Linked DNA regions of Sus scrofa: all the other regions are linked to region 1. Evidence: chromatin contacts called from public HiChIP or PLAC-seq and promoter capture Hi-C data. All regions are on one chromosome and are shown on one strand. The core of a region is the stretch at or near the end of the contact, and the rest is flanking DNA. Distances in the headings are between cores, read along the strand shown.

Region 1 (4,618 bases), core at 922-3,421:
ACCCACTGAGCAAGGGCAGGGACCGAACCCGCAACCTCATGGTTCCTAGTCGGATTCGTTAACCATTGCGCCACGACAGGAACTTCTATTTTTTTTTTTTTTAGGGCCACGGCATAGGGAAGTTCCCAGACTAGGGGTCAAATTGGACTTGTAGTTGCTGGCCACAGCCACAACCACAGCCAGGTAGGATCCAAGCTGCATCTGCAGCTTACACCACAGCTCACAGCAACTCCAGATCCTCACCCCAATAAGCGAGGCCAGAGATCGAACCTGGGTGCTCACAAATACTAGTCGGGTTCATTAACCACTGAGCCATGATGGGAACTCCTATTTATTTTTAAATTGCTGCATCCACAGCATATGGAAGTTCCTGGACTATGGATTGAATCAGGGACTGGGGAAAAAAAAAAAAAAGAATTCATGTCAAACTCTGAAACATTTTAATGTACATGAGCCTTTTTTTTTTTTTTTGCTTTGTGGGGCTGCACCTGTGGCATATGAAATTTCCCAGGCCAGCCTTGTCTATGACCTACACCACAGCTCACAGCAGCACCGATCCTTAACCCACTGAGCAGGACCAGGGACCGAACTCGATCCACATGGATGCTAGTCAGATTCATTACTGCTGAGCCACAAGGGGAACCCCCTACATAAGCTTTTCTTACCTCGTTCAATAAAAAGAACAAAAGGAACACAATGTTGTAATGTTAGCACTGGAAGGAAATTTAGTGCGAAATCACTGTTTCCGTCATTATAAAATAAAACTGAAGTTTAGAGTCTAAACATAAGTTCACCCAGCTAATCAGAATAAATAATACAGATAAGAAGAACACTCATTTCATTACAACTATGTTCCTCAACCACGGAGTTGGCATACATCTCCATATCTCAAACACTTCATGGGATTTCTTGATAAGATGGGTTTTCCCCCCAATAATTCCAGGTTCAACTTATACAGACTGATCAAGAGGCTAGTCTTCTCCACAGCACAATAAAATACATAGGAAATGATGACAACTAGATATGTGTCACAGAAAGTGATTGGAAAACAACAAGATGAATAGGAGCTGCTAAAACCACGACTGAAAAGAGTGATTCTAGGACAGAAGAGGACGGTGCTGGTAATCACCTCAGATAATTAACCATAGGGATATTATGGGGTTCAGGGGAATACTATCAACTGTAGTAAGGGATTGGCTATTTAATCTGCTTTAAAGTCGTTATGATTTCCACGGCCTTATGGCAAAGATATTGTTAAAAAAAAAAAGATATACACATAAATGTAGCGTATTCCATCTATAAATAAAGCTCTCATGACAGGAGTCCAGCTCCAGCCTGGTCAAGTGCTTGGATGACAGCACCTGAGCCCAGCAGATGCTCAATCTAAATGAAACCTTGCGCTCTGGATGGAGCCAAGGAAGGTTCCTGCTATTCAGGGGCCCTCAAGGGAGCTATTAAAACCTCGGCTTCCTCATTTGAGGAAACTGCCTGAGCCAAGGAGAAAATTAAAGTCCTCTCGGCTGCAGCTGCTCACCCATCCCCTCCCACCTCCCGACAGATAGAGAAAGGCACCCACACCACTGACTTTGAGGGATCAAGAGAAGGTTCGGGGGAAAAGGGTCAGAGTAGAGCCACCCAACCCAGCCGACCTTCTTCCACAACTGCCCAAGGGCGAGGAGACCCTGTCTCACCCCATGCCATCATCTGGGTAAGGCTCGTAGTCTTCTACCCGCATATTATACTTCTTGGCGGCGGCAGCCCGTTCTTCCGGGGTCTTGGGATAGGGTCCTGGGAACATGTCCTTGGTAACATGGGAGGCTAGAGAGCAAAAGAGGGTAAGTCAGAAGCGCCCCCATTCCTCCTGCCGCTGTGAAGGCTTCGAGGTGCAGTGGCTGCAGAGGTCGAAGCCCGAGACTTCAGAGGACCAGCAGACCCGCTACCTGTTTTTCTTAAAAGTACCAACTCCACCTCCGCCCCCGCCCGGACTCAGCCGCCTCAGTATCCACGATAGGCACCCTCCATTCGACACACCAAACCTCAGGCGACCCCTCCCCACACTGAGACCTCGGTGATTCTCGCGGACCTGTACGTGCACCCAACGGCACCACTTTCCGGGCTGCCCTTTGCAGCCATCGTACTCCCAGTACCCCCGCCTTGGCCGCCGCCATCTTCACCTTCTTCCAGTTTCACCCCGCACATGCGCAAAGGCCTGTCACGGCGGCTGAGCTGGGCCAAACACGATAAAGGAGAAACATCTCAAAGGTTCCATAAGGGCGTGGCTTAAATGGTGCTGGGAAGCCCGGGGGAAGGTGAGCGGATGGATTGAGGCAGAGAGGGAGGGCAGGAAGGAGAGAAAAACAAGCCAACCATTGCTTTGACATTTAAGATTGTTGTGTCCTTTTTCTCCCTCAGTTGAAATCAGAGGCATCCAGGGATAACAGGAACTCAGAACCGGGGCATCACAGGTGGACGGCTGACCCACCTTTCCCAGGAGCTCTACAAGTAAAATGACCCTTCCTTAATCTCTAGCTGCTTGCCTTTTTCCTCTCCTTCACTGGCCGTTTCTCCTTCCATTTCCCAACATGATCATTATTGAAATTCAGCCCTTGGTCTCGTTTGTTCTTGTTCGGCTTTCTAGATTAGTTACCTCCTTCTGTTAGATGTACAGTGCAACACAAAAATCGGCGCCGAACTGGTTCTTCAGTTTCAGTCCATGTTTACCTCAACCTTTCCTATCATCTGAACCTGCCTCAGATTTGCTAGGACTTGGCTTTCACTTAAAGCCAAACCACAATTAACAAACACTAGCCTAACAAAAGAATAGGGGGCATTATGGTTTGCATATGAATGTTTTTATGTACTTAAATGGGATTTAATTTACACAGTATAAATATGCTGATATTTCCAGGAACTTTTAGGGTGATTTTTATTTGGAGCAGAGCCCAAAATTAAAGACATTCTCATATTTATCAGCGCAATAAGAACTGTTATGTAGTATTCGGTATATGAATTTGGAGGAAGAACTGCTTCACAGCAACTTGCCCTCTTGTAAATGAGCATCTAATTAAAAGTTCGGAATGGTTGGATGACATTTGTATTCAATCAATAGCAATTTCTGACTAATTTGGTAAAGAAACAGAGTTGGTCTAAATTGTTTATTTTTATTAATATATAATTCACATACCAAAAAATTCATCCCTTTAAAGTGGACAATAAAGTGATTTTTAATATGTTTACAAAGTTGCACAATTACCACTACTCTCTAATTCTAAGACTTTTTTTTCAACCCCCAAAAGAAACCCTATATACACATAGAGTATTCTTCCTTCTTCCACCCCCTGGCAACCACTAACTTACCTTTTATCTCTGAGGACTTGCTTGTTCTGGACATTTTATATAAATGGAATCATACAATATGTGGCTTTTTGTGTCTGACTTATTTTACTTAGTGTTTTCAGGGTTTGTTCATGTTGTAGCATGTTTCATTTCTTCATTACTTTTTATGGCCAAATAATATTCCATTATATGGATATATAACATTTTGTTTATATGTTCATTAGTTGATGGACATTGGGTTCTTTCAACTTTTTGGCTATTATGAACAATGCTGCTATGAACATTCTTGTAGAAGTTTTTGTGTGGATGTATTTTCTTAATTCTCTTGGGTATAAACCCAGTAGTGGAATTGCTGGGTCATAGGGTAATTCTGTGTTTAACTTTGTGCAAAACTATAAAAACTATTTTTCAAAGAAGTTGCACCATTTTACATTTCCATTAGCAGTGTATGAGAGTTCAAACTTCTCTACATTCTCACCAACATTTGTTATTAATCTGTCTTTGTTATCATAGCCATTCTAGTGAGTATAAATGGTTTCTCATTGTGGTTTTGATTTGCATTACCCTGGTGATTAAAGATATTGAGCATCTATTCACGTGCTTTTTTTGTTTTTTTGTTTTTGTTTTTTTTAGGGCTGCACCTGCAGCGTATGGAGGTTCCCAGGCTAGGGGTCAAATCAGAGCTATAGCTGCTGCCCTATACCACAGCCACAGCAACATGGGATCCGAGTAGCATCTGCAACCTACACCACAGCTCACAGCAATACTGGATCCTTAGCCCACTAAGCCAGGCCAGGGATCAAACGTGCGTCCTCATGAATACTATTCAGATTTGTTTCTGCTGAGCCATGATGGGAACTCCAATTTTTTTTTTTAGAATACTTTTTTAGTAGTTCCCGTCTTGGTGCAGCAGACACGAATCCAACTAGGAACCATGAGATTGTGGGTTCCATCCCTGGCCTTGCTCAGTGGGTTAAGGATCCGGCATTGCTGTGAGCTGTGATGTAGGTGGAAGACCCGCTTGGATCTGCCGTTGCTGTGGCTGTGGTGTAGGCTGGCAACTGTAGCTCTGATTAGACCTCTAGCCTGGGAACCTCCATATGCTGTGGGTGCGGCCCTAAAAGGCGAACAAACCAACCAACCAAACAAAAAAAGAATACTTTTTTAAATGTTTGATGGAATTCACCAGTGACTCCTGGGCTCTTGCCATATATCTTTTGCTGAGGCCTTCAGAGCAACCTTTCTTTGCCCAACGTCTATCCATCGCTTTTCCATTCTTCTT
Region 2 (4,618 bases), core at 1,176-3,675, 360 kb after region 1:
TAGTTGGATTTGTTAACCACTGAGCCACGACGGGAACACCCCCTTCAGTTTCTAATCAGTCTTTTCTACTTTATTCATCAACCTCTCCCCCCAGCCCCACCCTGATTTTTCTCTTCCTTCATCTCCTCACACGCAAATACCTGGGCTCGTTAATATCTTTCACCTAGTGTACAATTTCCAAGCCATCTATTTCCAGCCCACTACCAAGTAATGTGTGAAAAACCTTTACATTAACCATGTGTGTGCACACAGTATATATGTATACACAAATTCAAAGTGAGAGAAAGGATATAAACACATAATAGACTGTCCAACACTATTTGGGGGGTAGGGGAAGAGCCTTAGCAGCTCCCAGCAGTTTTGGTCCGTATGTTAAGCATATTTCGCCCTGCAATTCAAATCTGTATTATTTTCAAACACAGTTAAACAAAGAAGAGCCTTAATGCTTATTAAGGATTTAGATAACTACTTCCCTGTTAAGAAGAGATTTTTTTAAATTGTGTTTTCATTATGACTCCATCTCCATTTATTGATCAAGGGATTTCTTGCCTCACTTAACTTCATAATCTGTTGCTCAGATTAAGAAAATTTGAAAACTATTGTTTGGTAGCATGCGTACAGACTTTAAAGCAATACCTTGGAGGCTGGATGATTCAAATACTATAATCCAAGAAAAGCAACTAATTGATCATGCAGAACGTGTTTTTATGCATAACTCTTTTTTATGGACTGGACTTGCAATGAAACGAATCAGAGTAAATGTTTTGTAGATGTGCTGCTATAGAAACAGGAACTTGCTAGTGTAGTAACATCCGACAGAAAGCAATAATACAAAAGATTGGAAATACTACATGTAAAAAGCCCTTAATAAACAAATATAAAAGTCACTGTTCATTCAACACATATTCTATTATTTTCTTTTTTATGTAAGGAACAATGCTAGGTATAGAAACCTGTTATTAGGAGCAAAAAAATGTCCCTTATTTCAGTACTTCCTTTTTTTCATCCCCACAACCCAGGATATAGGTCTGTATGTATGCTTTGGGGGTGAATGAGAAACCTGTCCGTTCACTTTTACCTTCTTCCCTCCCACCACTTTGCCACCCTGTTAGCCACTTTGTTTCTCATTAATTCTTCCTCCTGAGGGCTAACAGGGAAGGAGAGGAGGTGAACTGCCAGTCATTCAAGCATGCTTAGCTACCAAAGCAGTTAAATCTCAGTACAATAAACTTTAAAGACGTGTCTAAATTCTTTTGTGTCATTTAAGATTGTGTTCCATCCAACTGATTGAACAGGCCTGACAATTAAGACTTGAACAACCTTGAGACTGATATTTTGGTTAATAGTTATTATAACACTATCTGACCTATCTGGAAGATTTTTGTAGTAAGTTCAAAGTGTGAGAGTGTGTCTAAAGAACAAAGGAAAAGGAATACTAATTTGCCCCATACTTATTACATGAGAGACCCTGGGCTGTGCAGTTTGCATTGCTTATCATTTTTATGGTTTACAATTACCCAGAAAAGCAGAATGCCCACTTTATAGACATGGAAACTGAGGCTCAGAGATACTTTGATCAGCCTCTCAGTTTGTAGGGAAAACTCTGGCTAAGAGCCTCCAAAGCACAAACCCTTTACAAAGGAGGATTGGAGATTGCTGGCAGTTTTCACCAATCACTTAACATGGGTGATTGAAAGATGGCCCTGTGTTCCTTTCAAAAATCTTCAAGAATTTGGCTCCAGAGACTTTACGGATAACTCATTTCAGCAACTGAAAACAAAATGCGTTTGTGGAATAAAAACAGTCTTTATTTCAATGAGGTGGGTTTTTATTTGTTTGTTTGTTTTCCTTCTTAAAAAAAAAAAGAGGAAAAGGAGCCACCCCAGCACTTAACAAGAACCTTCACACAATGAGCAAGTCTTCAGATTGGGCTGTGCAGACCACCAAGGAAATGGTGACGGCATAAGGGTACTTGGCCTAAGATGTTAGACGATGTAATGAACAGCTGGGGATTTCTGAGGCACAATTGTACGACACAGGAAGCCCAACTGTTGGCCATCCTGATCGAGGGCAGCTGCTGGGCTCCACTTTACGTCTGCAAACCTCGTCCCTCGCTCTCCTCAAGACGGGTGTCGCCAGCTGCCGCAGCGCCCTTGACAGCCCGCGCCTTCCCGCCCCCGCGCGCCCGCCAGGGCGGACACAGCCCGGACGCCGCGGCGCCCCCACCACTACCCCCATGCACGTGACGGGGGGCAGTTTTTCTTCTCCCCACCCCCTCCCTGAGGCCCCGCCTTCTCCTGAGAGGCTGAGGCTTTCTATTGCGCCACTACTGGACTGACCGCCGTGCCAGCCAATCAGAATATGACGCTTCAAGTAAAACCCGCCCCTTGTTGGTCCTCAGGTTCCTTCCCGCTCACACCGGAGTCACTTCCGAAGAGAGAGAACCGCCATGAAGAGAGAAGGGGGTGCCGCCCACCTCTGCTCCGACAGCCTCCCCGAGACCCAGCAGCAAGACGGCAACCACGCACCCAGCTGCTCCAGCCACAGCTCATGCCGCCGTCGCCAGCGGCGCCGACATGACAAGGCGCTGCATGCCCGCTAGGCCAGGTTTCCCCTCATCCCCAGCCCCAGGGTCGTCGCCCCCGCGCTGCCATCTGAGACCCGGTAGTACCGTCCCTGCTGCAGCGGGAAAGAGAACAGAGAGTCCTGGGGACAGGTACCGTGCAGAGGGCTTGAGAAGGGGCCGGGTCGCGGGGGCAAGGGTATGAGGGAGGACTGCGGACGGCCACTCTTCCAGTTCCCGCCATCCTCCGCGAGCTCAGGCCTCCGCGTCCGGGGCCTGGCAACCCCCTCGCCCCGCCTCCGCGCGGTGGCTGCTGGGAGTTCGAGTCTCCTTTTCTGTAGTTGGGACGCTGTTCTCGGTCTAGTGACCACAGCCTGGCTGGCGATGGACAACCCGCCTTAGGTAGAACGTGATTTTTGCCCTTTACTTTAGCTGGACCCGGGGCCCTGACTGCTAAATGCATATTTAAGTGGTTTTCTGTACGTTGTCCGTTCTAATGCTTCTAGTGGTTGAATCGTTTAAGCCTTTTCTACGTTGTGGGTAAACTTATGTAAGATGTGATGAGGGAAACCCTTCCACGAATTGCTTTATAGTCTAGTATACACGATAAGTTTTAATTAAAAGAACATGCAGATTTGGAATGTGATATATTTTCTTCTTCAGGAACTTTACGCCTTTCCAAGAGGCCAGGTTTTTTTGTAAAGATTTTGTGGGAGCTATGTAATGAGATGGAGAGTTTCATCAAATGACATCCTCTGACAATAAAACGTGTTTAAATTCTCTACGCACTTGGTACTGTCTTTTTTATTTTAAGTTTAAAAGCTTGTAGCGTAAGTTTAACAACAAATATATCTTATAATAATTGTGGTATAGGTCCACAACCCCTTATCTTAATTCCAAAAGCCAGAAAACCGTGAAAACCGAAAGTTTTCGATAAGTTTGGCGCCACATCTAACTTGGCAGCCAAACCTGACCAGAACTAATGGAAAGCTAGAGATGGTCTTTTTCCTATTAAGTGTGAGTATTCTTAAGTCTTGCTGGGGAATATTAATGTGTGTGCTTACAGGGTACAGTCTCAGACCCCCCTGGGGGCTTTACATAATACTATCCACCACCTTTCTAAAATCCAGTAAATTCAAAATTTTTAAACACATTTGGTCCCTAGAGTTTCAGATAAGGGTTTGTGTGCTGTTAACAAGTACTTTTTAAACTAGTTATAAGTAAGTAATGGATCTTTCTGTGCCTATGAATTTAAGGGATTGTTCTGTCTTGAAAGATACATTCATGGTTACTTTACAGATTTCTTGTATGTTTTACCCAAAGCCAGTTTTCTCTCAGGTGTATTACTTGAAAAGAAGAGGTACAGTGTTCCTTTTGGTAGTTAATGTAAAAACATTTAGTATTACCTTGTTTCGAGTTAATTAACTGTTTTTTAATCCTTTCTCATCTCTTTTCTTAACCAATAGCTGAAGGCATCATCCTTCTCACCTTTGCAGAACCTCTAGTATTTCTTCTTTTACTCTCTGGTAGAGTTAAATTTGTCTGATAGAATTCATTTTATGAAAACAAATGCATAGATTCTTCCTTAGATGGTCACTCATTCATTTCATGGCTACTTAGATTTTCTGCCTACATCTCAAACATTGTGGACTCTCGGTAAACCATTAAAGATGGGCATTGCTGTACTAATGTGGTCAGTAAAGTGTACAAGATGCAGAAGCTTAACCTTCAAGGGACTTGGATTGTTCAAGTTTTCTCTGAGCATTCCAACCTCATAGTGTTTAAATGTTTAGAGAAACCCATCTACCACTTATTTTATTTCAGTAAAATGAATACACTGTAGCAAAACTTGCCAGAAAGGTATTTTGCTCTACATACAATATCCCTCTTTATGCAGTTGACAGCTTCTTAAATACATAAACAAATCACGATACAAATTTGGGTAATATGGTACTGTTTCACTGTGTCTATTGTAGGGTGCAGCAGTCCTTAAATATTAAAGCAATTTGGTTTTTGTTATTGTTAATTTTCTTCCTTTTATGTGTTTTGTGTTTT
Region 3 (4,618 bases), core at 591-3,090, 280 kb before region 1:
TAGAAACCTGCTTCACAAAATTTCCCCAGTTATAAGAGTTACATTTGTCACTTTAACTGCCATACAAACAAGCCTAGTCCTTCCAGGTAGACCCCCATCTACCCTACCTCCCACCCTATACTGTATGCTCTCTCTCACACCCATATTCTTTAAGACAGCACATCATGATTTCTCCTCTTGAACCTACTTCTTAATTCACAGCCCAAAGTACACCGTTTCTGTAACATCTTAACTGTTTATCCTGTTCTATGTTCTCTTAACTGTTTATCCTGTTCTATATGTTCTCCCACACAGAACAAAAAATCTTTGAGATCACTACTTTTACCTTGACCTTCCCTTTTTGAATATCAATTAATGATGATGAATATGAAGACAAAGCAACAACACAGCAGCAGTAGGAGCTAACATGTGAGCTTACCATGGGCCAGGTATTCTATTTAACTTTATATACATTATTATCTTATTTAACTTTTGGAGTTCCCGTAGTGGCACAGCGGAAACAAATCCGAATAGGAACCATGAGGTTGCGGGTTCGATCCCTGGCCTCGCTCAGTGGATTAAGGATCCAGCATTGCCGTGAGCTGTGGTGTAGCTTGCAGAGGCAACTCAGATCCCACATTGCTGTGGCTCTGACTTAGGCCGGCAGTAACAGCTCTGATTAGACCCCTAGCCTGAGAACCTCCATATGCCATGGGTGCAGCCCTAAAAAGACAAAAAACAAAACAAAAAACAAACAAAAAAACCCTTTCAAACAGACCCATGATGTCTAATACATTATTATAACCATTTGGTGACAAAAAAAAAGCTATACTGCAGGGATTATTATTCCCAAGTCTACACATCTGTCGTAGTCCTTCAGGAGAGTCTATCAAAATCCTTCAGGAGAGCACAGACCCCCTTAAATGTCAATGCATAAGGTTGTGTGGATGTGCATCTGTGCATCCAGCTAAGGAAAGGTTTCATAGCTTTTATCGGTATATCAAAAGGTTAGCTCAAAAATGATTATTAGCTGCTGGTTAAACATTTTCAATGAAATCAAACTACAATTCCCAAGACTGATGTTAGCTGTCTTCCACCAGTTACAGCACCTCATCCCCAATCTATCTCCTTCCCTCGCGAAGCCATGATCATTTTCACCAGCTGATCCTCATAGGGTTCCCTACCCTGGAAAGCATCCCAATTCCAAAGCCTACCCAATGCGCCCCAAAACTTAACTGTGGACCCACCATGACACCACCCTTGTCTACTCCAGACCCTACTGACGCCACATGTTCTCCAAACACATACACGAACACACACATTCCAATAGGCAGCCCCTTCTTCCGCCCCATCTTCTTACCCTGTTGTGCCCACAATACACACCCTGATTGAGGTGTGTCTGCCTCACACACTCTACCTCTACATTCAGAGGGACACATACCCCCGTCACACTCAGAAAACTCTTTGTCAGATCTTGACAATCATAACAAAAGTTCCCCCAATAGCTCCTTCTCACACACACTGACCAAGACCTCAGACACAACCTCAAACTCAGTCACCGGATTCACAAACGCAATCTCTCCTCGCCCTCAAATCCTTTCTCTCCCTCTCCCTCTCTCTCACCCACACACACACAGGCTCAGTGGCCAACAATACTGCCCCAGGTATCAGCGGCAACCTCACATATTGACAGTCACCGTGTTCCACAGGCGCTCTGACAAACACCCACAGCCGCTCCCCCGCGAGCACCGCCTCACCCGATGTTGATACAAGCAGACGTTCCCGAAGCCGCCAGTGCCCAGCCGCTCCCGCATCTCCCAGGGCCCGCCCGCGCCCGGCCGCAGCCCCGGGGGCCGCTCCATGGGGCGGGAGGGCAAGCGGCCTTCGGTTCCGCCACAGTTCCAAGGCCGGTTCCGGGCAGCCGCGGATCGCGCGTCTTTCCTCTCGCGAGAGGCCTGCGTCACTTCCGTTAACTGCTGCCGGAAAAGCCCCGCCCCAAGTCCTCTGGGGACTGTTGGGACGCTGCCGGCGAAATGAGAGAGGAGTGCTTTCTACCCGCTGTAAATTCCCTGGACGTTTTTCTGGCGAGGGAACTCAGTTGTCTTTACAGTGTTCAAGAATATAAGACCTCTCCAAACCCTAGATTCCTTTTAAATCACTTTCCAAACCAGTCTCTCCCATATTCATCTTTCTAAACTTCCCATCGTCTCCACCCCTATTTACACTTAACCTCTCTTCAGACCTCTGCCATCTGCCCTCCAGCGTCAGCACCCGCTGAGCTGGCACTGGCAAAGCTACCAAGGATTTAAATATTGTGAAATCTGAAGAACTAGAAAGAATCCTGCACTAACAGGCCCACTGATGCACCAGGCTTCAGAGTTCTCCCCCCGCCCCCCACCTCCCAAAATGATTAATCATCTTCCTTCGACAGTCAGGCTCAGCTCTTCTTTTGCTTGACTTCCTATACATCGGTTCCAGGATCTCGCTTGTAACCCCAAACTCAAGGATGTGACACTGTTCTAGAGTAAAGAATGCTCCTCCTGACTTCGGAAGCTTTTCCCCAAATGCCTCACGGAGCTTGCTGTCAGGCACAGCTCCAGTTATGGGTTTGCCAGCAGGGTTGTTCCTCACTGTGGGGATTGTTTCTGATGCGCCAGGCGGGGATGCAGAGGCAAGCTTGGGGATGCTGTTAGTGCAACAAGAAGCGCTTCCAAATGGTAGGTGGCCTTAGAATAGCGGAACCATCTCGTTTTCGCTTTAAGTCTGTTCTAAGCTTCATGGAACTTACCAAGCTCAATTACTTCAAGTATAACATCAGCATGGAATCAAATTCTCTGAAAAAATATGTCAGCTGTGTTAAGCAGTCATTTGATCCTCCTGAGATTATGTGCACCTGAATCATCATTTGTGTACCCCGGTCTATGACTACTTAGAATTCCAGCTAACAATTGTGACACATGACTGTGCAGCAACAGACATAGCATGTTGAGACTTACAAAGGTGGATGCAGCATGTGCACCACAGCACTGCTGCCGGGTGCTTTGAAAGCTCTGGCTGGGCTTTGACAGCATATGTCCACTATCCCCAGAATCCCTAACTACTGCAAACAGAATGTTGAAATCTGTATGATACAAACCATGTTGTACTATAGGTCATAAGTAATCTGTGTGTGTTGTAGTTTCCCACATGTGCTAGGTAGCCATGGAACTGGAGCATCAGACTTGGAGGTGGCAAATAGTTCCTCCAAGAGCATGTCCCTTAGAGCTAGAGGACTACACATGTGATTGTGGCAGATTATTCTAATAGCACAAAACCCTTATTTGCTAGGTGTATAGTGGAGTGTATCTGATTTCCAGAGGTGGGGCCAAAATCTCATAATTCTCACTTGGAAGAGCTAGGAAGGAATGCAGAGGACCTGAAGACACTGAAGTGGCCATCTTTGCAGGAAATGGCTTGTTTCCCATAGTTTACTTTTTGAGGCTTCTTCTGAATTGAAAAAAAGATAAAAAAAAAAAAATCCTGGCTGACTGACTTCAAGCTCCACAATCTTCAGGTCTGTCAGTTTGTCTTGTGTAAAATGTAGGTAATAAGGAGTTCCCTGGTGGCTCAAAGGTTTAGGAACGAGTGGCATTACTGCTGCAGCGCATATTTCTGCTGTGGCACGGTTGGTTTGATCCCTAGAATTTCCACATGCCATGGGTGCAACCAAGACAAAAAAGAAATAAATGAAATGGAGGTAATAATACCTAGCTCATATTTTATGAAGATTAAGTAAAACAATGTCTGGGCCATAAGTGCCCAATATTTAGGAGCAATTATTTTTCTTTTTTTGCTTTTCAGGGCCACACCTGCGGCATATGGAAGTTCCCAGGCTAGGGGTCAAATCGGAGCTACAGCTGCCAGTCTACACCACAGCCACAGCAACGCCAGATCCAAGCTGCCTCTGTGACCTACACCAAGCTCATGGCAACACCGGATCCCTAACCCACTGAACAAAGCCAGGGATCAAACCCACATCCTCATGGATACTAGTCAGATTCGTTTCTGCTGTGCCATGACAGAAACTCCTGGACCAATTATTTTTCTTTTGGTTTCTAAGATACAGCATTCTCTTGTGATCTCTCTCTGCTCCTTCTCCATGTACTTGTTGGATCACTCTATTTCCAAGCACTTCCTAAATACTGATTATTACTCAGGTTCGGACTATATTCATCTATTTTTTTTAATTTAATTTTTTTTTTTACCGCATCCATGGCATCCAGGGATCAAAGCTGTACCACAGCAGTGACAACACCAGATCCTTAACCCACTGAGCCATGAAGAAACCCCATCATTTTTGTCCATTCTCATAATTTCACCCATGGCCTATATCCTGATGATTCCCAAAACCCTATCACCAATCCAGACCTCCATGAATTTCTAACTATCAAATGATAACTAAAACTCACTATCTAAAGCAGACCTGGTCTCCTTTTTAAAAATATTCCTCTTTTCTTCCCAATTAGACTATAAATTCTAGGACAAAAGGGATCATGCTGGGACATGGCGATACTCCTAGAGTCTGGAAAAAGGCCTAGCACAAGAGTTAAGTATGAATGAGCTTTTTTTTATATCAAAAGATGAATACTATGAGGGCAAA

What was found. Promoter capture Hi-C pulls out the DNA fragments that hold promoters and counts their contacts. HiChIP or PLAC-seq counts read pairs in DNA pulled down with a chosen protein or histone mark.
Region 2: a contact with region 1 is called in a promoter capture Hi-C map of liver, with 9 times the contacts expected there. The contact joins the promoter of LOC110256637 here to the promoter of NDUFB8 in region 1. A contact is called at or near these places in 3 of 5 promoter capture datasets (fetal liver and liver) and 1 of 2 datasets of contacts at active chromatin or transcription factors (alveolar macrophages).
Region 3: a contact with region 1 is called in an H3K27ac HiChIP or PLAC-seq map of alveolar macrophages. The contact joins the promoter of CHUK here to the promoter of NDUFB8 in region 1. A contact is called at or near these places in 1 of 5 promoter capture datasets (fetal liver), 1 of 47 Hi-C or Micro-C datasets (heart right ventricle) and 1 of 2 datasets of contacts at active chromatin or transcription factors (alveolar macrophages).

What each region holds. Positions count from the first base shown.
Region 1 is chr14:111,631,377-111,635,994 of Sscrofa11.1, forward strand. It overlaps NDUFB8 (NADH:ubiquinone oxidoreductase subunit B8), which reads right to left and starts at 2,172. Exons shown (of 5, transcript NM_001144842.2): 1 at 2,084-2,172; 2 at 1,692-1,818. The coding sequence starts at 2,168. LOC102158751 (a long non-coding RNA gene) reads left to right here and starts at 2,177. Exons shown (of 2, transcript XR_307758.3): 1 at 2,177-2,309; 2 at 2,413-3,926.
Region 2 is chr14:111,994,357-111,998,974 of Sscrofa11.1, forward strand. LOC110256637 (SMC5-SMC6 complex localization factor protein 2) reads left to right here and starts at 2,426. Exons shown (of 20, transcript XM_021072667.1): 1 at 2,426-2,716. It also overlaps the pseudogene LOC110256638.
Region 3 is chr14:111,349,829-111,354,446 of Sscrofa11.1, forward strand. It overlaps CHUK (conserved helix-loop-helix ubiquitous kinase), which reads right to left and starts at 1,841. Exons shown (of 18, transcript NM_001114279.1): 1 at 1,737-1,841. The coding sequence starts at 1,841.